Linked DNA regions of Mus musculus: region 2 is linked to region 1. The links are chromatin contacts, called in public ChIA-PET maps. All regions are on one chromosome and are shown on one strand. The core of a region is the stretch at or near the end of the contact, and the rest is flanking DNA. Distances in the headings are between cores, read along the strand shown.

Region 1 (3,127 bases), core at 219-2,718:
CAGTCCATCCTCCAAGGTCATAGGGGTTGGATTCAATGTTTGGGTAACATTTAAAGTAAAGATCCTTAAATATGATTTATTCTATTCCATTCTTCGTCAACAGGTGTGAGGCTAAGTAAGGTAGGGAGAAGCCTGTCTCTGTCTTAAAGGAAGGTCTATTTAGTGGGAGCATCAGGACCAGACAAGATATGGGGGATAAATGTGTACTGGCAGAACATCATGGTAAGAAGGGTGCAGAGAGAAAGAAATGTGTGAGCCAGGCTTTGATGAGTGAGGAGTTCACCAAACAGGCATGGCATGCATTGGTTAGTTCTGCTCTATAAGGCTGTCATGATGGCACCACCATAAGAAGACAGTAACAAAGGCCTCCAAGAAGCCATCTTAAGAGAGGTTGAGTCAGTCTTGGTGAAAATGAACAGGCAGAAGTTTTCTGTAGGGTAGTGACAGATCAAGTTAATACAGATTTTTAAAACTCCTTCAATGGAGTTACTTTTCTAGATCCTGAGGCTCATGGAGGCTGGAGGGTGGGCTGGGGCAGCATGAAGTATACAGTGCCCCATGGCCAAGGGAGGACAAACCAGGACACGTGTGGATTCTGTTTCCCACAACCACATAGAAAAGAATTCTCCTTGGCCTCTGTGGTAAACCATCAAGGACACAATGAGGCTCTGTCTCAGCCCCAGGGTCCCCTTTCCCAGGGCTGACAGCTGCCTGGACAGGACTATATTTTAGACAAAGCTTATTCAGGTCCTGTCATACTGACATTAAACAGCCAATCCACCTCCCCCCTCCTCCCTCATTTCCACATCAACACTTCAAAAGGTACTTTCACCCAGTCCACAGGACCACAACAAGAACCTGGGTTGACTGGCAGGCATTGAAGCAATACCAGACAAAACTGGCATGCAGCGGTTGGAATACATGTTTGACATACAGGGGTCTAGCCTTAGAGAGAGCAGTTTACAACAGGAACCGTATCCTGCCTTTGCCATCTGTGTGATCTACCATGATTCACCTCCCTTATTCTCTCCTAGCTTTTTTTTTTTTTTCCACTTTGCAAAACTGGGACAATGACACATTTCCAAAAGGCTTGGGTGAGTAAAAACTGAAGTGGAAATAGAAATACCTCTAACACAGCTGTGCTCTGTAGACATCTAATAAATACAGCCAGCCTTTGGCATCTCCAGAGGAAGGTCCTGAACAGGTTGCATATGGCCTACACACAAGGCCTCAATACTGGTAATCATCTACGTGTGACTTATAATGCCTAAGGCCAGCCAATGGGCCTTTCTCAGGGGCCTCTGGAAGGAGTGCAGCCTCCTCACTGCCTGTATATCAGATTTCTGCCTCCAGCACTGTAAGATAAGACCATTGAGCTCATGAGCCCTTATCACAGCATAACAGGACATGGACAGGAGCCCTTGGCTAGGTATGGGAGCTGATAGGGATGCTGCTGACTAGAATGACACTGAGTGAACTGCTGGCAGAGGACAGAGGTGACTGCCTGTGTGACAGAGGAGGCTGAACTAGGCTGCGCAGGGCTGAGGCTGAGGGTCCACAGGCTCTAAGGAATGTGGTCCTATGATAGAGGTTCTGTGGTAGGAGGCTAAGTGGGACCACACAGAATCGCATGCCAAGTGGATAGACTATATGAGGCAGCAGAGGGGTACTGCGAGAGGATCTTTGGCAGGATAGGAGCAGTGTGGAGCAAGCCTAAGGATCCTGTGGGCAGGACTGACGGGTCTACTGTGGAGGCTTTGTGAGAGATCCAGCTGGGCATCAGTGGGATATGTAGAGTATGCCAACTGCACAGAGATATTCATCAGACCATAAGGAAATGGGTCCAAGGTTCCAGTTCACAGGGTAGACTATTGGTACCAGGACCACATCAAGGAAGTATGGGGAACCAAAAGATACACAAGAGGAAATGGGTTGTAGTGGGCTGAGAGGAGAGTGGGTGGGAATGTAGGAGATGGTTATAGGCCTGGCAGAGGAATGCCCCTCAGAGAGGATCCCATCAAAGAAAGGTTAAGATGCCGAGCTCTCTGGAAACAGCTGTGTAAAACAACAGAGAGCAAGAAGACCTGGGTACACATCATCACTAACCCAAGTATTTTAGTTGAAACATATACTGCATGCTTTAGATGGCCTGAAGATGAGAAGAGTTGGGACTCTACAGGTCACTTGCCTGGAGGTGAAAAGAATTGGGATCAGTTGCCTAGAGGGGAAATCAGACTTGCTTATTCACTGTCTAAAGTGCCAATCTCACTGTGTACCCTGTACAACACAGTCCACTGATGATACAGCAGTGTGAGCCAGTGTCCTCATCTCTGGAGTTTCAGGATACCCTCCATGGGTAGGGTCCCAATGCACATCTGTTGAGGGCAAAACTGTTGATATTATCCTATAGATCTTTTACCAACTTGGCCTTATCAAAGTGAGACCAACTGAGTCTCAGAATGTTGAGTACCACAATGATCACACTGTGGGTGAGTCCCTGGGAGGTCACTGGAATGTTTCTGATTCCAAGAAGTGGTCTTGGGACCAAGACAGTGCCTTCCTTGCTATTAATAAATGTTTAGAAGGCAGAATGGTAACAAAAGATACAAGGTCCCCAACCTCCTGGAAAGGGGCTGCTGAGACCTCCAGGCACTACCTCATGCCCTCCCTGACGCCAGTTCCAGGTCAGACCCTGGCCATTGTTTCAGACATAGTCCAGAAAACACAGGCCCAACCATAACTGGGTAACTGCTGGGGCAGGAGAAGGAATACAAATGGATTCCCCTGTGTAGACACTAAGACTTGAAGTCCCCAGGAGCCCAGGCTCTAGCCCAGGACATATCATAGAAACACAGAATCCAGGAAGGGCTGTGAGTACAAAGGAGACAGATTGTTCCAGTGTCAGATGGGTACTCTTGGCCTACGGGGCTTGGTGGCTCACACCTGTTATGATGACTTCATCGCCGTCCAGCAGGAAGGTCCTGGTCTGCCCCTGCTCCACATCGATGGCCTTTGTTCCCTTCCAGGACAGTTCCAGCATGGAGCCAAAGCTTTCAGGGTCCTTTATAAGAAGAAAGGGGGAAGCTGGCATGTATTTATATCTTGGTGATATGTCAGCTATAGTGTG
Region 2 (3,127 bases), core at 202-2,701, 140 kb after region 1:
CCAGTTATAGAGATATTTGACTATTAGGATCATCAAGTGGGATTCCTATGTTCTCATATGTGCTATGTCACACAGCATATGAGTCTTGGGGAAATCACAATGGGCAGCCTTGAGTCAAACCCATGGACCAAGGTCTATCAGGAAAGTCACATTTGGTAGTCTGTCCTCTGAGAAGGCTTCATACCCATAGCTTTCCTCTTCTAATCACTAGAAAACAATAAAATCAATCCCAACAAAAGATGTTCTACTATATTTCTGACTGATATTGACAACTGTTAAGGTCATCTAAGACAAGAGAAGAAAGAATCTTTACCCTCTGGGAGACCCTGATGTTGCACTGATGGAGAAATATAGCTTGGTGTCCTGGGGTAGACACTGAAGAACAGATGAGTGATGTTACATAGACACTGAGGAAATCTAAATGATGTGTAACTCCAGTTAATAATGTGCCAATGCTGGTTCATTAGTTGTGACAAATGTACAACAAGATACTAATAATAGGTTAAATGTGAATGCTATATAATCATTTTTTTCTATAAATTTAGAACTACAAAATAAATTTCAATATATAAGCTACTCTAAAATAAAATTTTCACTTAAGAATGCATTTATTTCACTCATTTACGGGACACCTCAAACACCATTAACACATTTTTGTCTCCTACAGATGTGTAGTCTCAAGCTAATGAATGCTGCTTTACATTTAAAAAGACACATAGATACCCAGCCAGTGCTGTGAACCTAGTGCTCATGTGCAAAAGACAGCATTTTCTGTCGTTTTCTGATCATCTCTTTAGGTAACTTTTCCATGCCCTTTTCCCCAAAAACTTCTCTGAGAGGCTGAACCACGTGGAGTTCTTCAGTGAACACTCATGACCTTTGCCCTCCAGTTCTGGTCTACAGAAAAGACTCGTGTGTGTGTGTGTGTGTGTGTGTGTGTGTGTGTGTGTGTGTGTGTAAAGTTGGCTTGTTTATTCTCACATCTAACTCTGCTAACTCACAGGAGGTTGCGGACATTCTCCTACGAAAGCCACAGCATGTATCAGCAGTCCTCTCCATTCATCTACTGCTTCCATGATCCACTAGGCGCTCACTCCCCTAGTATGGTGGCCCTTATCAGTCTTAGCACAGCTCCTGCTCAGCACCGTGGCGAGAGTTTATCACTGTCTCCCTAGCAACCTCACCATTACCCTGGCCACGAGGCAGATAGGTGCTTGCCCCCATGGGCCTTCAATATTTGCTAAATGAATGTGTCAGCCAATGAACTTCAGAGAATTCAAATTAGAAGACCCTTGTAACACTGTTACTAAGTGGTTAGAGTAGTGGACTGCCAGGGCTAGGCTCACAGTGTGGGTCTTTCAACTTCCCAGGTGAATTCTCTAAGACTTAGTTCCTTAAATTTAAAGTGCAGATAGGGATATCTTCTTCCCTTGGTTGATTAAATGTGAACAATCTCTACCAAGTGCTTAGCACTGGCGGGACCACAGAACAGTGCTTATCAGTTTTATACAGCTCAGTCATAGCTAAAATTTGCTTGTCTTTTAAATAGATAGTTGATGAGCAACCAAAACAGTTGGTTTAGTATATGTGAGGCATGGGTCCCAAAAGAAAAAAGTTGGCAAAACAAATTGTAAATTTATTCAACCTTGCTGATTAGTCAAGAAAGTGGAACTAGAAGAACAGTATTCATGTCTCTCCTCCAAAACTAGAAGACTGTCCTGATAGTATTTAAAGCTGCTATAACACTGCTCTTCTTTTTTTATGAAGCCAACTTGGAATTTATCAAGCAAAGACCAAGGAATAGTTTTTAACATGGGCATTATTAGTGTGAGTGAGACTTGCTTAAGAAAAGAATAGCACATACCTCAGTCTAGTTGTGAGCTTCTCAAGGGGCAGCTACCAGCAATACTTTTTTTTTTTTAATGTATATAATTTTATTTGTTTGTATGTCTGTGTATATACATGTGTGTTACATGTGAGTATATACAAGTGTACATACCTATGCATGCACATGTGGAAGCCAAATACAAGCTTTCTTTCTCTAATGTTCTCTACTTTATCACCTTAAGTCAGGAGCTCTTATAGAACTGGAAGCCTACTGTTTGGGTTATGTTGGCTAGCCAGAGCACTTTTAGGGTTCAAGTTCTTCTACCCTCCAGTGCTGGGGTTAGAAGTACATGAAGTCACACTGAGCCTTTGTTTTGTTTTGTTTTGTTTTGTTTTGTTTTGTTTTGTTTTGTTTGAGACAGGACTTGGGTCCTTCCCTGTAGCCCTGGCTATCCTGGAACTAGAGGAGGCTAGCCTCAAATTGATAGAGATCCATGTACCTCTCCCTTCTAAGTACGGGGATTAAAGGTGTGTGTCACCATTCCAGACATGTCCAGCTTTTTTTTAATCTGAGTGCTGGAGATAGCACATCAGGCTCTGATGCTTGCAGAGCAAGTACTCCATGCACTGAGCCATCTCCTCAGTTCCTCAATGTCTTTTTTTAAAGAAAGAAAAATTTTCAGTAGCTAAGCGTGTAGATCAATAGTAGCTCATATGCTTAGTGTGCATGAAGCCCTGTGTTCAGTTCCTAGTATGTGTAAACACACACACACACACCTTTTACACAAACAAACAAACAAATAAACAACCTTAAGCTTTAGTATTGTGCTCCTGAAATCTCAGGGCGGGGAGGTGGAGCGTCCCTGGTCTTTTTAGCTAGCCAATCTAGTAGAATCAGGAAGCTGCCAGTTCTTGAAAAACACTATCTCAAAACAATTGAAAAATTGGGGAAGATACCCAGCATCAACCTCTGGCCTTCACACACACACACACACACACACACACACACACACATGCCTACCATAAAAATCTTGATAAAAGCTTACTTTGCTTTATTCTCATGTAAGTTTTGTTGTTAGACTTTTAAATAAAAAGCATGAGTTTAAATACCACAACATAGTAATAATAATAGTAGTAATAATTTAATAACAATAATAATAAAGCCACAAAAGACATAATAAATTAGGGATGACCTTTGAGGTTCAAAATAATAGAATGTGAAATTATATTTCCTCATGCCCATGCTTTTAGTAGTAGCTGAATGAATCTGGCCTGTGGACTGTTGCATGTCAGCTCTGCT

The links. ChIA-PET counts read pairs in DNA pulled down with a chosen protein or histone mark.
Region 2: a contact with region 1 is called in an SMC1A ChIA-PET map of the G1E-ER4 cell line, with 5 read pairs. The contact joins two enhancer-like sites. A contact is called at or near these places in 1 of 15 datasets of contacts at CTCF or cohesin (the G1E-ER4 cell line), 19 of 484 Hi-C or Micro-C datasets (the C2C12 cell line, CD4 T cells, DN3 thymocytes and 10 more), 2 of 115 datasets of contacts at active chromatin or transcription factors (embryonic stem cells and stem cell-derived neural progenitor cells) and 1 of 9 other capture datasets (embryonic stem cells).

The regions. Positions count from the first base shown.
Region 1 is chr7:84,585,888-84,589,014 of GRCm38.p6, forward strand. Fah (fumarylacetoacetate hydrolase) reads right to left here. Exons shown (of 14, transcript NM_010176.4): 13 at 2,944-3,061. Among named protein-coding and RNA genes, the nearest start is that of Fah, 18 kb to the right of the region's middle. Within about 2 kb of position 1,469, at least 28 of the 459 cell types and tissues checked have an H3K27ac peak or open chromatin away from gene starts, as enhancers often do. A contact at or near this core is called in the G1E-ER4 cell line, where this site is marked.
Region 2 is chr7:84,721,825-84,724,951 of GRCm38.p6, forward strand. All of the region lies in intron 1 of 2610206C17Rik (RIKEN cDNA 2610206C17 gene), which reads left to right. Among named protein-coding and RNA genes, the nearest start is that of Zfand6, 33 kb to the left of the region's middle. Within about 2 kb of position 1,452, at least 22 of the 459 cell types and tissues checked have an H3K27ac peak or open chromatin away from gene starts, as enhancers often do. A contact at or near this core is called in the G1E-ER4 cell line, where this site is marked.